Linked DNA regions of Triticum aestivum: region 1 is linked to region 2. Evidence: chromatin contacts called from public Hi-C data. All regions are on one chromosome and are shown on one strand. The core of a region is the stretch at or near the end of the contact, and the rest is flanking DNA. Distances in the headings are between cores, read along the strand shown.

What was found. A called contact is a pair of places that touch in the nucleus more often than the background predicts.
Region 1: a Hi-C map of leaf shows a contact between it and region 2, with 3 times the contacts expected there. The contact joins the promoter of LOC123145311 here to the promoter of LOC123145307 in region 2. A contact is called at or near these places in 3 of 5 Hi-C or Micro-C datasets (all in leaf).

The regions. Positions count from the first base shown.
Region 1 is chr6D:392,717,018-392,723,626 of IWGSC CS RefSeq v2.1, reverse strand. LOC123145311 (ADP,ATP carrier protein 1, mitochondrial-like) reads right to left here and starts at 1,645. Exons shown (of 4, transcript XM_044564688.1): 1 at 1,400-1,645; 2 at 1-328. The coding sequence starts at 321.
Region 2 is chr6D:392,281,497-392,287,437 of IWGSC CS RefSeq v2.1, reverse strand. It overlaps LOC123145307, which reads left to right and starts at 4,631. Exons shown (of 8, transcript XM_044564685.1): 1 at 4,631-4,933.

The sequences.
Region 1 (6,609 bases), core at 396-2,895, 440 kb before region 2:
AAGCAGCTTAACACGCTCAATAGGAGCTGCAGCAGTCTTGGAAACTGCAGCTGACACTCCTCCCATGAGGAAGTCAATCGCAAAGTTCTTGACACCTTTCTTCTCAGGGGGTGCATTGGCAAACAATGGAGAAGATGACATCATTGGGACACTGATGCCAAGGTTCTGAGTCATGTAGCTGCTTGTGGTGAAGCGCCTCTCATAGGATGGCACAGAAGGGCAGATGTTGCGAGCACGAACACCCTCAGAGAAGCTGGAGGCAAGGTGGAACTGTCCACCAAACTTCTGCATGACAGACGGGTGGTTAGCACGGTCCGCCATCTCTGACCTGCAACAACAATCAAACCAATGTATAAGTTAGCAAGCTTGATGTAATAATGAAACGGTGTATAAACTAACATACGGCCAGGAAATAAAGTAAATCAGGTAAACCGTACTATCTCATATAGATATATAATAACACAATTGTACCATAGCCATCTCTACAACTTGGTTAGCCCTAATCTGTAAGAACTCATTTTAGAAATTTACTGATAATCCCTGCTAGCAACATAATTAATAAACAGAGTAGTATTGCATGCTGACAGAAAACCTAGTTGAGACGCTTGAAAATAATCAAATGGGATAATAAAAACATGGCAATCACAATCAGCACATAATGCTAAACTGAAATTAGGTTCAATCCAGGTGGATCAACCGAGTCAAAGTGCATCATTAACAGAAACAACTTAATGAGGCCTAAAACCCACACTACGACATCAACAGATCTACCTAATCATGAGCAAAGACACGGCTTTCAATTGGTGCGTGTCATGTGCAACAGAAATCTACTTGCATCTAAACAAACAAAGGCGAACAAACAGGTCAGGATCTGTAGACATTAACTGCTTCTATTGCCACAACATCCAAGTAAAAAACACCATTTCTACGTCAGGTCAACAGATCAGATAGCACAAAATAAGACTGGATCTAATTGCACAAGAAGACCTTTTATCTCACACCCCAGCTTACACGTACGGGGACAACGGCTTCCGGATCCAGAGATCCAAAACACCAACGCGATCCAGATGAAAACAAACTAGGATCGTGCAAAACGACGGGAAAAAACAGGCATCTACACACGAGATCTGACGAACAAATGAACCAGCGAGTTACCGAACAACAGATCCTCCTTACCGGAGAGGAAGGAGGCACGGATCTGATCACCGAGGACCCGAGACTAGCGCCAGACCGAGGTGAACCGAACCGGAACGAACACAAATGGATCTACTCGACCAACGGGGAGGCAGATCTATATATACGCCGCGAGCACGGACGGCCGCGGCTCGCCACAAAGCCAGAAATAGACTACCGAGAACGAAGAGGAGGGGGGTGGGCGGCCATGCGCGGAGGAACTCACCCTTCGGAAACGGAGGCGATGGGATGGTGGCTCTTCCCGGCTCGGCGGCTCCGCTCCTTCCGGTCTTGCGGTGAGAGAGAGAGAGGGGTGGCCAGGCGCTGCGGGGCGGGGGAATATATGCGAGGGGGCTAGGGTTTGCGGGATGCGGGCCTCTTTATCTTCGCCCGCCCGTCCCTCCCGTGGAGCGGGGCGGGTCGGGTCGTTCTCGCGGGGGCCGTTACGGCGCGGCGTGCTCGGCTGGCGGTGTGCGGAGGGATCCCGGCCATTTCCCGTGCGTACCCGCGCCGTAGGGCGGGTGCGGGATCTGGGCCGTCGATCGGTCCGGGGTTGGTGGATCTGCGGCGGTGGGCCGCGCGGGTGGCGGCGTCTCCGGCGGTGGGGGCAGGTTCGTCTCGTGCCGGGTCTTTCGAGTCGTTCCATTCTACTGATCCGCTGCGGGCGGACGCGCACCGCACAGCGGCTTCCGCGAATGGGAGGGGGCGTGCAGTGCTGGCGTGCGGTGTGCCCGTTTGTTTGGAGAAAAAATGGATCGACGGAAGAGTCGTGTTTGGACTTTGGGGTGGTCAGATGGGATCGGGCGGGCGCGGGGGCTGGTTGGTTGGGGCCGGGTGGGGTGGTGTGTGAATGGGAAAGGAAATGCGGAACATGGGCTCGTGCGGTGCGTGCGGAACGTGCAAGTGGGTGGGCTGGGAAGAATTGGAATATCGCCTCTTCTTTTTCCCTTCTGGGGCCCTTGGATGAAGGATGGATGGATGGTCAGCTAGGATGCACCGCCGTGGCGTAGCTCAATCATATCGTTTGTTTATACGGTGGAGCACTACTTTTCCTCTCTGGAAGAAAGTATAATCGTATACTTTTCCCCTCTCTCTTTTAGATCGGTGTATGTACACGTTCTTTTGGGGCGGGTCTCGACCGTCCATTCTTCGCCTCAAAGGGCATTTTTACGTGACGGGCGGGGTGGCTGGTGTCGAATTCGTCGTTGCAAAATACGTGCTCATTCGGTGTTTCCGGGGCTAATTAAGGGTGGCAATGGATAGGGTATGGGCAGGTAAAGCAATATCATATCCATACCCGTATAGTAGGTGGGTACAAAATTTTACCCATACCCGTACCCGCGGGTATGAAATTTTACCCATACCCATACCCGACGGGTACCCGTACCCGTTAGGTACCTAGCGGGTAGAACAAATAGTACATAAGTTGTTCACAATTTTACACTCATTCATAGCACATTTGACAAAGAAATCAATTATCTCAGCTCGGTAACAGGAAGATGAGTAAATGGCCCCTATCAAAATTTAGAAATCACAACATACTCATAATTCAATAAGAGTAGACGAGTCACGTGACAAATTAATGATTAATTGATGAAAACTTAACATTAATTCACATACGGGCAGCCTATGGGTATACCTACGGGTAGAAGGTTGTACCTGTACCCTACCCATGACTTAACGGGTAGGGTATGGGTACTACCCATGGGTATAAAAGTGTGCCCATACCCTGCCCATGCGGGTACCCGTACCCATGGATAAAATTGTCATCCTTAGGGCTAATCTATGGTGTTGACCGCTAATACGCACACCAACTATTAGAAAAGCAGAAATGGTGTCGGTGTCCGCCCTTCGATCATATCTATGTATTTTCTTTTAAGTCCTGACGACATCTCCAACGTTGACCATCAAAACAAACATGGTATCGACAGTGATGCGGAGTCGGCTATCCAACCATACTCGCATCCATTTCAAAACAAATTTGGATAACTCGGACAAATTTCATTAAACGCGACGGAATTCACTAAAGTTCTGACATAATTTACATAAGATGGATGATATTTCGTCCGTTTAATTAAAACAAAATTTTAAAAACTAGAAGGCTAACTTATAGCGGACGATGAAATCGTATACGCGGCCGCCTCTCTTCTTACTGTACGATGGACTTTGGGGTTTCTCAAACGTCATCTATAACACAATGATCATAACGACAACTTATAAGTTCATCAGAAAGTTTGACAATGGGGCTAGATAACTCAAAAGTGGGATTTGCTCCTCCGATGATGGAGAGATATTCTTAGGGCCCTCTCAGTGTGACGGCATTCATCATCTTCTGGCTAGACACAGGTGGCTAGGTCACAGAGATGCTGGAATATGTCAACGAGAAAGAAGAACAAACCAGTAACGAAGAGACATGTATAGTGAGCATGAGAATGACTCAAGATAATACTGATATATCTCACCCACGAAGCAAATGAGAATGACTCAAGATAATACTAATTTATCTCACCCTAGGTTTTGTATAGTATCATGAAGCAAAGAAAATAGCACATGTTAACCAAAGGTTCACTCGAATGTCATTCGTGTACTCATAGGGATTGATACGCATGTCCACGGTTCCATCGATCATTGAACAAAAAAGGTTTTGGCTATGTCTATGTTTTACTGAACCTACAAGGTCACAAGTTTAAGGGAACCATGATGTGCTGAGTGTTAGTGCAGTAAGTGGTATGATAAAATATTTATGAAACAATTTAATTAATATTTAAAATAGTTTTGAGAGGAACCAGAAGCGTTTCGAAGATACCGGAAGGGTTTTGGGGTTTACCGGGTAATACCGATAAATAATGTATAGGTGGAAAATGTTTTCATATATATTAAATTGATAATAAAACTCTAATAATTATTAGGAGGCGTTTATGTTTGATTAAATATCAACGGGTCGTGAAAGGTCAAGTAGTGGAAGCCCAATAGGATGTGGCGCCCCTAGCTTCTTGGAGAAGCTAGGGGAGCCGAATTGGAGGGGAATTTCCCCTCCTAGGCCGATGCAAGGGGGATGGAAACCTTCCCATTTGTGGCACCCCTCCCATCTCCTCTAACCTATATATACTTAAGGATTTGTCCCTTTGTAGACACAAGTTTTGGACCATCCTCTAGTTCTAGTTCTAGTTGATCCAATTAGAGCTAGATCTAAACCTCTCTAGTCCTCATAATTAGAAGCTCGGTGTGGTTTTAATCTTCTCCCTCTAATTCTCCGGCAATGGTTAGCTCTGGATGATGAAGCATTGCCGGATTGTGAAGACCGTACGCTTCCAAAACTATGGAGAGGTCGTGCTTTCGGTCTTCTGTTTGAGGGATCGTTCATGAATGGTTCGAGGGACTTGAAGTATGATCTACACTAACTCTTCTTCTATTGCAACTCGGAGTTAGTAACGATCTGGTCTAGACCATTAATGCATCTTCATAGTGTTCCTGGTTTGAGCGTGGGATATTTTTTGTTTTCTACTACGTTTCCCAACAATGATCGGGATCAATTCGACGTAATCGGTGGTGTGTTTGTTCAGATATGATGAATTTATTGTTTATGATCAGATTGTTAATTGAAATCAATTGAATCTTTTGAGGGATTTTTTATGTATAATTATATAGTTTTGCATGTTCTTCGATCTATCTATCTTCTTTGGCTAAGTTTAATGGGTTTTCCCTAGAAGGGGTGGTCCTTTGTAGTTAGTTCAGTCTTGTGGTGATCTAACCGGTGACAATAAGGGTTAAGGCACATATTGTATTGTTGCCATTAAGGGTAAAATGACGGGGTTTTTTTCATATTGATTGACTTCTTCCTGTCTACGTTATGTCATCTTACTTATTGTGAGACTCTATTTTCTTGCAAACTTAATACCTTGATAGGCATGCTGGATAGCGGTTTTGGGGTGGAGTATTAGTAGTATATGTAGTTGGATTTACAGTCTACTTATCACGGACGTAATAACTATATGAGATTATACAATGAATGATCATAGTCATAATATATAAATATTACAATTTAATTATTGCCATGCTATAATTTGTTTATAATGCAATTTGTCTGTTTTCGAGAAAGATGACACAAGCGAACCTATGCCCCATCGGTCTATTCTCCATTTCTTAATTTTTCTACACCGTTGCTACTTTTACTTTGCCATGATACATTGCTATCAACTATCTCTATCACTTGCACACTATAAGATCTGCTCTATTATATGAAGAAAACCATGGTGATGAAACAGGAGATTTCGCCTAAGATCATTTTCTATGACGGCTAGCCGTCACCGGTTGTATTCCTCCCGGGGCAGCGCCATCGGCAACCTTGGTGACGTTATGGCCTGATTTTTGGCTACGTATTTAGCTGTCACTAGTCATGTCCATATTTTACGACGATTTGTAGCGTCAAAAAAAATACTCGGGGGGTTTGGAAAGGATAAAAAATGTGCAGTGGGCTTGAAAACGAAGTTTTGGGTTTATCTAATGGATATGAGTTGAGATGCTCATAATGAAATCCATATTTTTCGTGCATGTTATCATTTCATTGAACCATGAGATGAAATGTTAATTCTTAAATAAAGCATGAAGATGAAAATATGATCACAAAGAATAATATAGCATTGAAAGTTCAAACATGGAACAAACATTTGGTACATCAGCAACATCATTCCCCAAAATATCACACATCACGAGTAGGAGTATTCAAGCATCAACACACATAGAGTTCACCATAGAATAACAATTTTCTGGACAGATCATAAGACCACAAAAACGAATGATCAAACAAGTCCAATCTTTAGATGAGTACGAATAGAGTTTACAGCCCGATCTTACAACTTAGAATTCCTCTTACAATATGAAGTGTGAAATGGTGATGGAGATGAAAGGACCAAAACTACGAAGATCTTTGGTGTTCTCATGATCTCTTCTCTCTCTGTTTTGGATGTGGCGACGATAGCCAGGGTTCTCTAATGTGTGTCTCCTCTTCACAAAAGTGTCTTGTATTGTTAACGTGGAGCTCCAGACACTTCATACGACCATCCATATGAGCACGCCCGCTCATGGAAGGTCGTCTTTCATTCTGATTGAGCCTCCAATATGGAAGTTGTTTCATTTGGCTTGATTTGAAGTATTTATCCTTGGTTTCCTTCCATATGATATTTCCTGCCAAACAATGGAAAACAGATTTTCTTCTCTCTTGAAAGATTGGCGTTAGAAATAACCGAGAAGCAGTATTACTCCGGTGAAAACCAAATAAAAACTCCTTGCAAATGGTCATAAATTATTGAGCAATCATTGCTTCTTTTCTTTGTTGCTATCACAGCTAGCACTTCACTCGTTGTTTCCACACACAAGCTTGAAGTACTCAATTTAAAACAAAGGGGTGGAGAGAGTTTGAAAGATGCTTGGTATAGG
Region 2 (5,941 bases), core at 3,382-5,881:
ATCTTCGCTAAACGCGGAATGACTGGTTCTTCAGGCAGCGGAGCCGGACACTGGATCTGCTTCGCCCTCTCCATCCATTCCTGAAGAAGCAATGACAGTAAAAGTTCACTTACCTCGCTGGTGGGATGGTTGATGTCGTGCCGACGGTCCGAATCCGTGGCTGGCGGTATCTCATTGCCCTTGAAGAGCAACTTCCAGGCATCTTCGTGAGTTGTTTCGAAGAGCCTCTCCAGGGTTTGGTGCCTCTTCGGATTGAACTCCCAAAGGGGGTGTTTTCGGCTTTGGCAGGGGAGGATCCGGCGAACCAGCATCACTTGGATCACGTCGACGAGCTTGACGTCCTTGTCCACCATGCTTTGTACGCGCATCTGCAGTGCTATCAGCTCATCTGGCGAACACCAGTTCAGGCTCTTCTCGACCCAGGAGGTGAGTCGCATGGGAGCGCCAGAGTTAAATTCGGCAGCCGCGGCCCAGTTTGTGTCGCGGGGTTCTGTAATGTAGAACCATTGTTTCTGCCATTCCTTGACAGTCTCCACGAAAGTGCCTTTCGGCCAGGAGACATTGGTAAGCTTACTCACCATGGCTCCTCCGCATTCCACGTGCTGGCCATCCACCACCTTCGGCTTCATGTTGAAGACTTTGAGCCACAACCCGAAGTGGGGTTGGATGCAGAGGAAGGCCTCACACACGACGATGAACGCCGAGATGTTGAGGAAGGAGTTCGGGGATAGATCATGGAAGTCTATCCCGTAATAGTACATCAGTCCGCGGACGAAGGGGTGAAGTGGAAACCCCAATCCGCGGATGAAGTGAGGGAGGAAAACTACCCTCTCAGTAGGCTTTGGGTGGGGATGACTTGCCCCTTGGTGGGCAGACGGTGGGCGATTCCTTTCGCCAGGTACCCCGCCGCCCGGAGCTGGGTGATGTCCTTCTCCTTGACGGAGGAGACCATCCACTTGCCTTGGCCTCCGGATCTGGACATGATTGAGTGCTTCCTAGAGATGGAGAAGATGGGAACCTGGGCGCTGGAGCTCGAGAATGGAAGGATAGAGAGAAAGAGAAGGCGTGGGTGAAGGAGGGGAGTCCTTATCTCCTTATAAAGTCCGTGAATATTGAACGCCTCCCCACTCGCCTTAAAACTCGCCCATTCCCAAGGATTGTGTAAACGGCACAGTTGGGTTACCCACGCCCCCTATTGATGAGAATCCTGCAATAAGGGGACACGATTTATGCTTTGACAAGACGTGCCAATGGCAAACCGCGTCTCGGAACGTGGAGTGGCAGACGAAAAACGGTTCGAAATTATGACCGGGCAGACGTGATGTCATGTTACCAAAGGTTGTCAGCGGATTGGATTCGTGGAATATTGTATTCTCTCTGCGGTGGTGTGTGGTGTGTGTGTTATAGGTCCGGACACGTTCAATACGTCCGAAGACTACCTTGGAGTTCGGAAGGAGGAACCTGCCTTGCAATGCCGAAGACAGATCTACGCACCGGATACCTTGTCATTGAAGCCAGGTTTAGGGGCTACTGAGGGAGTCCTGGACTAAGGGGTCCTCGGGCGTCCGGCCTGTTAGCCATGGGCCGGACTAATGGACTGTGAAGATACGAAGACCAAAGACTGCACCCGTGTCCGGATGGGACTCTCCTTGGCGTGGAAGGCAAGCTTGTCGACCAAATATGTAGATTCCCTTCTTTGTAACCGACCTTGTGTGACCCTAGATCCTCCCGGTGTCTATATAAACCGGAGGACTTAGTCCGGAGAGGAGAGATATTCATTACCATAGTCATACATGCTAGGCCTCTAGGGTTTTAGCCATTACGATCTCGTGGTAGATCAACTCTTGTAATACTCATATTCATCAAGATCAATCAAGCAGGAAGTAGGGTATTACCTCCATAGAGAGGGCCCGAACCTGGGTAAACATCGTGTCCCCTGTCTCCTGTTACCATCGACCTTAGACGCACAGTTCGGGAACCCCTACCCGAGATCTGCCGGTTTTGACACCGACAACCCGAGCTCAGCCCCTTTCCGCAGCGAGATTTGGCGGGAGGGACATTTCCGTGCGGCCGTTCCCGCTCCCCCCACCCTCCGCCACCATTGCCCCGCCGCCTGACGCTCCGGTGCATCTTCCTCGGCCGTCCTTCGCCACCATGGATGACTCCCTGCTGTCCCCCGTCACTGTCGAGGTCGCGCACGCTCAATCCCCTTGGGCGGATCTCGTCGCCAGCCATGTTGGCCCCGCCGTCGCCCAAGGCACCGCCGCGCTTGCCCGCAAGCGGCAGGGCAACGTGGTCGTGCAGGGCGGGAATCCGGCTGCCCCCGCCACGAAGGCCCGCGCTCCGAGCGCCAACGCGGCTGCGCGATCCCGGCTAGCGGCGGAAAAGGTCGTCAAGGCCGCCGGGGTAAAGAGGAAGAGGATTCCGGCTACAAAGAAGCCGCCTCCTTCATCCACTCCCTCCGCCCCGGAAAGAGGTTCCCCGGCGATGCCGCTCAACGGTGCTGCTCCCACCGCAAGCGAGGTGTTTGACGAAATGGCCGGAAGGTATGCATCTTCGGTCATGGCAATTTCTTTGCATTTCGCCATTTGCGATAGCTCGTGACTTGTTGTCGTTCACTATAGCGGTGGTTCGAACAATGCAACTGCCGAGTTCGTGAACTTGTTGGACACCAACGCCGTTGACATCGGTCAAGCCCCGCTCGCCGCATTCGACTATAATGAAACGGAGGGCGGCGTGGATGATCATGGTGGTGAGGAAGAATTGGAGGAGATCGATGAGGTAGCGTATGAGCAATCACAAGCAAAAACTGGGAAAAGCCAAAGATCGAAGAACTACACGATCTTGGAAGATCAAATTCTGATCAAGGCATGGAGTGCGGTGTCTCTTGATGCATGCACGGGTACTTCTCAAACTGCCAAGAGGTATTGGCAAAGGATCGAAGATCAATACTTCCGCATGATGGCAAAGTACCCCAATAGGACTCCATGCACATTTCGGTCGCTTCAAGGGCGTTGGGATGTGATCAAGCCTATGTGCAGCCGTTGGGCAGCTTGCTTGGAGTAAGTACGCAATGCACCTCCAAGTGGAACTGTGGAATCCGACTATGTGAGTTTGTTTTGCCTTTGTTCAAGTTGTGCATAAGCATATTGTATCATATGAAATGATTGCATCATTTCACTTTGTTCAAATTGTGTAGGACAAAATTGCCCAACATAGATACAAAGACATGGAAGCTTTGGAAGGCAAATTCTTCAAACTAGAGCATTGTTGGGACTTGCTCAAAAAGTGCGAGAAGTGGAAGTTGATCGACAAAGAATCCCCACTGAAGAGAGGTTCACTTACAAACATGGATGAAGATGAGGATGATGATGGCCCAAGAAATTTGAACAAGCCCGATGGCGACAAGAAGACTAAGGAGAAGATGAAGAGAAAGCACGAAGCATCGAGCTTGAGGGAGAAGATTGATGCCATGGTGCAATCAAATGAGGTGATGTTGTTGAAGTCGTTGGAGATCAAGAAAGAGTTGGCCGAGAAGAAGGCAAAGGAGAAGCAAGAAAAGTGACAATTGCTCAAGGAAGAGGGGCTGCGCAAAGCGGCCATTGAGGAGAGAAGAGCTCGTGCCGCTGAAAACAAAGCCATGTCCAAGTTGCTCGCCGAAGAGAACAAGATCATGACAATGAACCGCAATGACATGGACGACCTCACTACAGAATGGCATGATATGGCAAGGAGAGAAATCTTGAAGAGGAGAATGGTTGCGTCGGCCAGTGCGTGTTACCGTGGCGGAGATGTTTTCTCTGCTCCATATGGTGGCAATGTTGATGATTTTGGTGCGGGAGTTGGAACAAGCGCCGGAGGTGGATTCGGTGGTGGCGATGAACTTCAAGATGGACTCGATGGCGTGGAGTGAAGATCGACCAAGATGATGCCGAACGTGATTGTCACTTTTGCAGGACCCTCTTTTGCGTTTGTCCTACTAAACTGAAGCTTTTATTTACGCGTAAACTATGTTATGTTGTTTGAATTTGAACTTATTTGTGAGAACCTATGTCAAATTCGAGAATTGGTCGTCTTCGGTTTGCGGGTCGACGCGGCGGTGCCCGAGCAGACCCCGCAAAAAGCCGACCCATAAAAAAGTATATTCCACGAATATCCTTTTATACGGGTCTGTTTGGGGGTCTGCATCTGCGGCCGTCCGAGCCAGCCCGCAAAGGCCGTTTTCCGTGAACTGCAAACGTGTTTTGCTGGCCGGCCGGATGCGTGGTCTGCTAGAGATACTCTTACTCCCTCTGTCCACGAATAAGTGTACATCTAGCCTTTGTCCTAAGTCAAAGTTTGAAAAATAGCAGCATTTATGGAACTAAAATAATATTACTAGATTCTTTTTAACATGTACTTTCATAATTTACCAATTTGATTTTATATATGCTAGTACACTTTTCTGTAAAGTTGGTCAAATTTTTATAGTCCTGACTTAAGACAAAAGGTAGAAGTACACTTTTTCGCGGACGAAGGTAGTAGGTGGCAATTTCATGACCAACAGTGACCGGACAGTCCGTATGAACGCACAAGGATGATTTGCGGTGTCCGGTTGTTGTTCCTCTTAAAATTTTGCAAAATTCACCGTTTCGCAAATTCTCGGGGATCCGGACGCATCCCATATCTCTTCCTCCCCCTCTCCTCTCCTGACCTAATCTCGTGCTCCGGGCTTCAATCGGCTGCCGCGTTGTAGTTGCGCGTCGCCGCCGAAGCCTGACACGCCATCCGGCCGGGGTCTCTGCCGCCCTGCCACCCCTTCCCCTCCCCCCCGCGCCCCTCCAGGCCTCGTGCAGGCCGTTCCTCCTGCTCCGCCCCCCCTCGCGCGAACCTCCATCCGCCCCGGCGGGTATTCGTCTAGCGCCGGCCGTCCGGAGCTGCGCCTAGTCACTAGGTAACCACCTCTCCTTACTCCTCCCTCCTACTCCTTCCATCCCTCCCCTTCCATGCTCTTATTTTTTCTAGAATACCCTGCCATGCTCTTATTTCCTTTTCCTTTGTATACGTATTTGTATGAATTGCTGTTGATGGATGGCTGGTTCAGTTGGATTGTAGATCGCACATCGTTTATATTGTTTATTTATTTAAAGAGGGATGGCTGGTTCAGTTGTATTATAGATGCGCCAAACTGAACATGCACATATACTGATGCAATCCCTCTGTTTGGAAGAGTGGTCTCCGTTTAGTGTGAGTAGAGGAGATGGATTCTTTTTTGTTTATGTTTACTCTGTTTGACACACGGGGAGTAGAGGAGATTTTTGTTTTGTTTGGCTCTCGCAAAAATCGACAGAATGCCATGCTTTTCTTTGGAATTTGCCTAGACCATAGTATAAATTAGTTTGATTTTGCTTGATTGCACACTTTGTTTTATTTACTTCTTTTGATAAAATAGAATGGTTGTTTTATTTGAAATTGGTGATGAATAATTGCCATAGGTTTCAGATTGTGTTCATGTAGTGGCTGCTTGTGTTTGATGATGGATAATTGATTGTGTCCATTTGGTCTGGCTTTTCTTGTACTGGTTGTACATGTTGGGTGAAGTGCAAGGGGAAGCAGATGTGGATGGGCACCATGCAGTCCTACTCCCTCCTTCCATCTATATAGGGCCTAATGTGTTTTTCAAGACCGTCTTTGACTATTGATAAGATTAATAGTACGTGAGATGTATCATGTGATAATTATATTATTGGGAGCTCCTTTCACATACGAATTTGACGATATGCTTTGTGTAAGTTGCATGTCATATATTATTGCTCTAACATTTGGTCAAAGTTAGCCTTGAAAAACGCATTAGGCCCTATATAGATGGAAGGAGGGAGTAGATGGGATAATTTTACAATGTAGGGGTTGGTTTGTGTGGTTCATGTACCTTGAGATGATGTTACCTGACGTGCACACTTGA